Linked DNA regions of Sus scrofa: all the other regions are linked to region 2. Evidence: chromatin contacts called from public Hi-C and targeted proximity ligation data. All regions are on one chromosome and are shown on one strand. The core of a region is the stretch at or near the end of the contact, and the rest is flanking DNA. Distances in the headings are between cores, read along the strand shown.

The links. A called contact is a pair of places that touch in the nucleus more often than the background predicts.
Region 1: a targeted proximity ligation map of skeletal muscle shows a contact between it and region 2. A contact is called at or near these places in 2 of 5 promoter capture datasets (fetal liver and fetal skeletal muscle), 13 of 47 Hi-C or Micro-C datasets (alveolar macrophages, embryonic fibroblasts, fetal skeletal muscle and 5 more) and 1 of 2 datasets of targeted methods (skeletal muscle).
Region 3: a contact with region 2 is called in a Hi-C map of liver, with 14 times the contacts expected there. A contact is called at or near these places in 2 of 5 promoter capture datasets (fetal liver and liver), 6 of 47 Hi-C or Micro-C datasets (embryonic fibroblasts, liver and skeletal muscle) and 1 of 2 datasets of targeted methods (skeletal muscle).

What each region holds. Positions count from the first base shown.
Region 1 is chr5:80,624,222-80,626,990 of Sscrofa11.1, forward strand. NT5DC3 (5'-nucleotidase domain-containing protein 3) reads left to right here and starts at 1,448. Exons shown (of 15, transcript XM_005664189.3): 1 at 1,448-1,697. The coding sequence starts at 1,499.
Region 2 is chr5:80,689,144-80,691,962 of Sscrofa11.1, forward strand. It overlaps NT5DC3 (5'-nucleotidase domain-containing protein 3), which reads left to right. Exons shown (of 15, transcript XM_005664189.3): 15 at 1-2,819. Among named protein-coding and RNA genes, the nearest start is that of NT5DC3, 65 kb to the left of the region's middle.
Region 3 is chr5:80,591,002-80,593,805 of Sscrofa11.1, forward strand. No RefSeq gene overlaps it. Among named protein-coding and RNA genes, the nearest start is that of NT5DC3, 33 kb to the right of the region's middle.

The DNA of each region.
Region 1 (2,769 bases), core at 198-2,697, 65 kb before region 2:
AGTGATTTGTAAGATATTACCTATTAACTGTTAAGGATTATTTATTGGCTTCCTCCTTCCTTATCACCCAACTAAATTGTACCTACTACATTAAATCCAGGTGAAGAATGGACTCAGCTAGGTGACTTTTTTTTTTTTTTTTGTCTTTTTGCCTTTTCTAAGGCCTCTCCAGAGGCATGTGGAAATTCCCAGGCTAGGGGTCTAATCGGAGCCGTGGCCTATGCCTGAGCCACAGCAACGCTGGATCCTTAACCCACTGAGCAAGGCCAGGATCAAACCTGCAACCTCATGGTTCCTAGTCAGATTCGTTAACCACTGAGCAACAACAGGAACTCCTTAGATAAGTGACTTTAAGAATGCTATTCACCTGTCTTAGCCTCAATTTCATCACTTTAAAAATGGAGTATTAGGTTGCATACTTGTTAGGATTACTGAGAGGACTGCATGAGAAAACTCACATTGCAAACACAGAGTAGTTTACTGTCCATCAAAGGTCTAACCCTGAGGCCATCTTTTTCCAGGAAGACATCTCCCAACCCCCTCCAGCCCACAACTTGATGCTTTGGGTTATTTGTCTCCCAGGCAGAGAGTTAGCCCTGATGGTTACTCATTACATTTCACCAGCTCCCCGCACAGTTGCCGGGTAGCCTGGCAAAGCCCTCGAAGTTCAGAGATTATCAGTCGGGTTCTGGGTGGGCTGTATCAGATTTTGCTGCAGAAGCTAGTTTGACCAGTCCATATACAGCAATGTCGCTTGTTGGCGTTTACTGCTTATTTGGCTTTGGTGGAACCACAGTGCACAGAGTGGGTGCAGCCTCCCAGGTCTGAGAGAGACAGGTGCACCACGCTGGTGAGCAGGGGAGTGGTGTCCCAGGGGCCTTCCTCCGGAGTCAGAAATCTCCGAAGGGACAGTGGCCTTCCAGGCTGTGCAGCGGGGGTGCCCTTCAGGCACATCAGCCCACGTGCGGGCCCTCTGCCCAGCTGCCCACTCAGGATTCAAGCTAGCCGTTGGGGCACGTCCCAGACCCGCACCCGCGATCCAGGGGAGGTCCAGACTGCTGAAGCCATTAATGTGGAGAGGGCACCTCCTGGGGCTGGGGCCAGAGGCACATGGTCAGTACAGCCTGGGTTGGGAGACGGTCACAGGTCGCAGGAGGAAGTGCTGCGAGGCTCGGCGGGCGGCGCCGAGGTCATCTCGCGGTTCAGGGCCAGCAGAGTCGTTCCATTCCATGTGACCTAGGCTGACGGGGCGATCGCGCCAAATGGTGAAGAAGCGACTGCAGCAGCAGGCTCGGGCGCAGGGCCCAGCGGTTCCCACAGCCCGGGACTTTTCTGCCCCGCCCACCCCCCGCCCCGTCAAGACCCCGCCCCCCGCGGCGGCCCGAGGGGCGGGCCGCGCCGCCACGTGCTCGGACGTAGGGACTCGCCCGCCCACTGGGCAGAGCGCGCGGCAGAGCACCGGCGCTGGGGCGCCACTCGCAGCCGGGCGGCGGCAGGCATGGCCTCGGCAGCGGCGGCGGTGGCCCGTGGAGCGGGTGCAAGGGCGGCTGCTGCCCTGCGGGGCGGCTGCGGGACCGCGGCCCGGCGGCGGTCGCGAGCGAGCCTCGCTCGGCCCTTATGCACAGCACCTGGGACCGCCCCGGACATGAAGCTCTACCTGTGGGAGCGCTACCGGGAGGCAAAGAGAAGCACGGAAGGTGAGTGAGGCGGCGCCCTCCACCCTGAGCCCCCAGTACTTGGGGGGCCCCCTCCTCGCTGTGCTGGGGCGCCAGGTCCGGCCCCATGCGGTCAGCGGGGAAGCCTGCACCCCCAGACCCGCGGCGGTCCGCTGCTGACCTTTAGAGCTCCCCCACCCCCTCTGCATCGTGACCCTCGGTCGTTCCCAACCCCAACCGCGGGCGACATCGCCTCTGCAGTGCAATTCCGGGTAACGCGGAAAAATGCTCCTCCAGAAACTTTACAACTCTTGCCTTTCTCCTGTTGGAAAAGCCGCTTTATCAATTTTGGGGTTTTTAGCTAGAAATCTGCATCGGAAGCGCTTTCGGGGTGTCCAGGGGGTGCCACAGACATACTTGAAAGACAGTCACCCCCACGCCCCGTTAGGTATTGGTATTACTAAACAATAATGATAGTAACAGCCGGAGTCCGGCAGGCGGCGGATTTACCCTGGCTTTTGGATGCTGGGCAGGTGGCAGTACTCGGAAGCTGATTTGTTTTCCTTCTTTGTTTCAGGGGATAGGGTAGGATTTGCTGTGCTTGAAATAGGAGGAGGCCAGGTTGGAGTGTTCTGAGTTATCTGCTAACCTCAGCGACAAGGGGGTTCCAGGGAATGACCACTTTGTAGCCAGATGAACGTAAAATCAGCTTGGTGTGGTTGTTGGTAAGGCAAGGGGGAGGGATGGAAAGAGGACCCAGTAAAGACTAGTGTCAGACACATAAATTGCTCCCTTAATTCTTCCTTGTATTTATGAACGAGGTGCCACATCTCCATCCATAGATGAGAGAGGTCAGACTCAAATTTAAGGATCCTGGCCAAGGTCACACCTTGACCCCTGGTCTGTCTCAGCCCCCAACCCATTGTCCTCTTTGCTGCACTGCCTTGCAGTAGCAGCTGACCATTTGGGAACTGGTGTAAAGGGCCAGTGACAATCCGTTGGTGCTGCTTCTTTCAGGGAAGATTCAGAAAAGCAATCTTTATACTGAATTTTTTGGGGAAGGGGCAGAGGAGGTGGCATAGAGAGAGAGGGAGAGAATATTTTGTGAAATCAC
Region 2 (2,819 bases), core at 193-2,692:
CAGAAAAGGAGGGTGAGGAGAGAAGAGCTTCTGGTTGAATTTCCACCCAGAAGAACAGACTCTGTAGAATGAGTCAGTGAGACACGCACAGGTCAGAAGAGCCAGTGCAGGGGTTTATTACACCTGGAAACGCCACCGGAATGTCTCCGTGTGCTCATCAGAGGACAGAAGATGAAACAAACAAAAAAATGGCCTTGTAATGAAGTCCACACCATGAGCCCCACTGGGTGTGCTGCCGTCTTGTTAAAATGTGTATTCCTAGAGGCTGTCCTTGCTGGAGGCCGAGCAGATGCCTGTCTCTGTCCTGACCTGACAGCCCAGGAGAGGGGCTTGAATCCAACAGGAGGGGAAGGAGGCAGCCTTCAGCCCTGAGCCATCTCCCACCCTTCCCTCCCCTTGGGTTTCTTTCCTGTCATGCTTCTGTGGCGCTTTGGGGAGTCGGGGTGGTTTTCTTTAGGTGTTCTATTTAAGGTGGGATAAAGGGCATTGAAACTAAGAGAGACAGTTGGAAATGACCTAGTTAACTGAGTGTTCTTATTTCTTTCTGAGGACAAGGCAAGTCCTTAAACCTAAACATGCACCCTTAAACCCAAAGGATGCAACATGGGAGGAAGGGGCTCGTGCTCGCTTATTCAGCGTTGTTTTTAATGTGTTCACGTGTGGAGCCAGCTGTCGATGAAATGCTAGCTTGGCTTTCCACAGGCTGCCTGCCCGAATGCAGAAACTAGGCGAGTTCTCTCGCACGCTTTGTAACATTGCTTGTTATAATGGGAGTGTGCTTGTGATATTTTGATGTATTTAACTAGAAGAGTGAGAGTGACTGTGTAGACCCAATAGACCCAATTAGCTCCCCTTTTTTCCTCCTAAATTTTATTATGAACACAGTAGTCTGTTTCTTTTTTGAAACACGCTAGGCATTTTATTTGCTCTTTATTGGCGTCTAGGGGTTTTAAGCAGCTGAGTGTGTTGGAGACTGGCATTTAAGGGGTGCAGGTGGATGCCCAAAACTGCTCAGTGTTGGGGTCCTCAGAGGAGAGGGTACGCTGGAGCTTTGGGCTGATCGTCTCTGCTTTGGAGAAGCCGAGTGAGGACATGGGTATTATTTTTAAACTTTTGTCTTAGTTTTTATCTCAGATATTCATCGGCCATCTCCCGGATGCCCCAACAGGGTGTTTTGTTTACTTACGAATCAGGTATGACTGTTTTTAAAACCTGCTTTCCTGTATGTCCAGGTTTGGTGGCCCAGGCCTGGGGGGAGACGTATATTTTCTGGGTCTGAACAAGGGATCTTGTGATTCATTAGTTTCGGCCTGTGGGCCCACACGTGGCGGTTTTGAGATCTGCGTGTGTGCCTGGGGATGCAAACCCACGCTGGGTGGCCTGAGGGGTCAGGACAGCCGTCTCCACAGGAAGGACAGAGGCACTCTCCTTAATGTGTCGCTGGCATGACTCCCGCTGGGGATCAGCCCGCTGCACTGCATTCTGGCCTCGCCGGTGTGCTCCCTGGCGTGCACTCGGATGAGTGCCATCTGGCACAAAGGAAGGGAGTCTCTGTGCTACCACTGAAAACATCAGTTTGGAAAGTGAACAGACACTGAGAAATATTTTCCATTCTAGTATCAGTTAGACTGATTTTCTCAGAGTGATGTGAGCAAATATTGATAGTCCAGGGGCAGTCCACACCCCAGGGTTCCCAGTACCGGGAAGGACCTGCACATCTGGTTTTCCAGAGTTGTTTCTGTAGATGAAACCTGGCTTTTAAAATATTTTGGCTTAGAGCTCCTACTTTCCTGCTAACATACTTTTTTTTTTTTCTTTTAAAAATTCTCTTCCGCTCCATTAATGCCATCTAACATAAACCACCTGTTACTGATTTGGGCCCATCTCAGACAAAATTACTGGTTGCTTGGAATGCACTGGTCTTAATTAGTGCAAAGGAGAAATGAAAAGGAATCATTCCCCCAGCTAATTGGGTGAACTGCATAGCTTTCCCTCTCTTTTCCTCCCAAAGGCCTTTGAAGCAGCGGAAAGCTTGCTGAGTGTTGGGGCTGGATTCCACTCTGCCAAATGTTTATCTGCTGCCAAGCACCCACTTGGGGGCCCTTGTCTAGAATGTGCTCTCAGACTAAATTCGGCCAGCGGCAGGCTTCCTTGATTGCTTTGTTCAGCTACTAGGGAGCCTGTCATTTGCCCTCTTGGGGTGATTTCCTTTTGTACCAATTTCCTTTTCTTCTGTGATAGCACATGGGAGCTTGGCTCCAAGCTCAGCTAACCTTAATACCCTAACGGGTTGGAGAGAAGAAGGGGAATGCAGTTACCCCGGTGTGAGGTTCAGCAGACTTTTCCAGTAGAGGGCCAGACTCTAAAGACTTTCAGCTCTGCAGGCCGTTTCCTGCGGCCCCTCCTCTAGCACTGGGCACGCCTGTGTTCCCAGACAGCCTGAGGAAAACGGGCTGCAGGTTGGATTTGGCGCTCAGGCCATGGATTGACTTGGTGGCAGTGGCAGGCTGACCTTGCTGAAGGCATGCAAAAGAACCAGCTCACGGACAGGTGCAGCTCGTAGGAAGGAGGTCTGTAGGTAGGTGCGCCACGTTCCCCTCCAGGCCGCCCTCTGCGTGTTTTACTCACGGGGCCAGTGGTAAAATACCTTGTTTCCAGCACGTGGCATGCTTGTTTTTGTGTAATTGAGCTGCCAGGCGTGGCGCTCCGTGAGTATACCTCTCGTTGCCCTGGATCGTGATTGTGCTGGTCGTGTGTGTGTGGGTGTGTGTGGCTGGCTGCCTGGCTGCCCAGAAGACCCTTCAGGACTGAAGGACTTA
Region 3 (2,804 bases), core at 255-2,754, 98 kb before region 2:
TGTCAAATATAAAGTTAGATCTCTGGTCGCATTTGAATTCATGTGGACAATATTTTTAGGTGTTCATTTGGATTTTAGATAATATCTCCTTCGGGAGCTTTAATAGGTGCAAGACATGTTTATGTTACACCTATTTTCAAAAATTTTTATTACCGTGAACCAATAACCTGCAAAAACATTTTCCAAAATTTATTTTTTGCTTGCAGTGTCTCCAATAAATGTTTCACTCTAACCATCATCTTATCAGTGTTTAGAATTCCCTGGGAAATGTTGGAAGGCATGCGATCTTTGGCCAGTTCACTGTGAAATGAGCCTTTCTTGGGCAGGGGTCTGGGGGCTGTGCCTGGTCTCACACTGCATCTCTTTCATTTCGTATAGAGTCCATCCATGACAGAAATGTTTCTCAAAGTACAGAATGCTATCGGGGACTCTATCTTGAAATGGGGATGACTCAGAAGGGTTCCAGTATTTCCAAAAAGCATGGTCCAACCTGATAGAATTTTCACCTAGCACCTTAAAAGACAACCAGGACCTAGTGAAGCAAAAGGGTGGTGAGCACGGGCAGAGGACTTAACCTCTCGTGTTTCAGTGTCAAACTCCTGGGCTGTTCCTACCATGAAGGAAGGGAAACGGCTGTGTGTGTGTTTAGTTTCATTTGATTTTTTGTTGGACTGGTGGCTGTGTGTCAGTTGACCACGAGCATTCCTCCTGCGACAGGCCATCCTTTTAGAAGGTCGAAGGCTGTTATGATACGCTTCAGAAGAGGAGGCTTCGAGCAGTAAGGGGGCTGTTGAGAGCTTGACTGGGAAGCCAGCCTTTCTGGGTTCAAATCCCACCTTTCCACTTCCTTTTAGATACAAGACTTAGCCTTTCTGGGTTACAGTTTTCATATTTGTAAGAAAAGAATAAAAATAGCATCTACATTGCACATTATTGTAAGTCTAAAAGCGTTCATGGGAGACCCGCAAGCATTATTGTTCAGTATCTGACGCCCGAGGCTCCAATGGTACCACTCATTGGACAGAGACTAAGAAGGTCCAGTGAATGCAGCTACTAACCATTTTTGACCCTCTGATTTACAGTCTGACGAAACCGAGGACTTCTGTCATATTTAAATGGCTCTGTCAATTAACTTATGTTGCATAACAAATCATCTTCAAACTAATGGATTAAAACCAATAGCTGCTTACCATTGCCCACAGGTCCATGGGCCCCCTAGGGGATCCCCTTGGTCCGGGGTGGGCTTAGCAAGATCTGGGCTGGGCTCATGCAAACATCTGCCATCAGTTGGCAGGATCAGTGGGGCTGGCTTGTCTAAGAGGACCAGATGTCTGATGGCTGTCTGACGGGGTGACAGGGTGGCCGGGCCATGTTCCTCATCCTTTGGGAAGATGGCCCAGGCTGCAGAACTCTGAGCGGAGATCGGCCTGGGCTCAGAACTGCATGGCACCCCCTTCCACTGCATTCGATTAGTCACAGCAAATCACCAGGCTGCATTCAAGGGTGGAGAAAGAGACTCTGACCTCTGGATGGGAGGAGGTGCAGAGCGGCACTGCGAAGGGGAGCTGGGCACAGGTTGGTGTGGGGAATCCCAGCTGTTGTTACAGTCCACCGCCATGGCTATGGGATCAAAGGTCACCTCAGGCAAGCTGCTTGCCTGCTCTACATTTCAGCTGTGAATCCACTTGCGTAGTAATAGTTATCATTTGCTGCATGCTTGCTATGTACAAGGGACTCTCTGCTCACCATCTCTTTTACCTTCAGTGATAAATCCTGTGGTAGGTACTGCTACCCTCACTTTACAGATGAGGAAACCGTAGGTCGGAGCTGAAAGAAACTGTGTCAGCTCCCACAGCCAGCGTATCTGGAGCTGAGCATTCAAGCTAGGCCTCTCCAGCCTACAGCCTATCCGCATAAGTCCTTGTTGTGCAGAATCTCTTCTAGCATCAGTGTTTGTGAGCTCTAATCCTCTGTCTGTGGAGGCTGGCTTCTAAGTCATCATCCTTGCACAGGCAGGGCTGGTCATGGACATGCTGGGGCCTTGATGAGCAAAGGAAACCAGTGTGGGAACCAGGGACACTTCTGTGGATTTTGGGACTGGCCCCCTAAGCTGGCTGGGGTGTCCAAAGCGCAGAGTTCCAGGGAGTTTGGCAGATCTTGGCCTGTACGGACGAGTGTACCAAGGAGGCCAAACCAGCGGGTAGGCTGGGGTCCCAGTGGACAGGGATGCTTAGAGTTGGATCGGCGGCATTAGCAGTAGCCTTGATGGGAGCACACTGCACTTCTGCTCTCCGGGGTCAGGGGATTCAGGGTCTAGGCAAGCAGATATGGGTGGTGGGGGAGGATTCTAGGCTGACCAGGGCTCACATATTCAAAAACTGTTTACCTGGGGCAGAGTCCAGCAGGGTGAGCAGGACAGAGTCACCCATGCTGCTCTCTAAAGGAGCTGACTCACAACACACGAGGGAGCTGACAAATGCAGTGAGACTAAAGGCCGTGAGAGACGCACACAGGCGAGGGAGGCAGAGCTCAAGCCGGGGGAGGGACCACTTGTGAAAGGGTGGTCTAGGGGCCTCTTCGGGAGGGGGCATTTAAGCTGAGACTTGAGAGGCTGCAGGAGCCCCCTGTGGGTGGGGGTGGGCGGGAGGCGGTGAGGGGCCGTCCTGACAAATGGAGCTTCATGTGCAGCGCCCTGAGGTGGGAGAGGGCGCCGGCTTGTCCTCGTGATGGAAAGAAGCCTTTGGGACCTATTGTCTCACAAGGGAACATAATTCAATGTCCTGTAATAACCTAGAGTGGAAGAG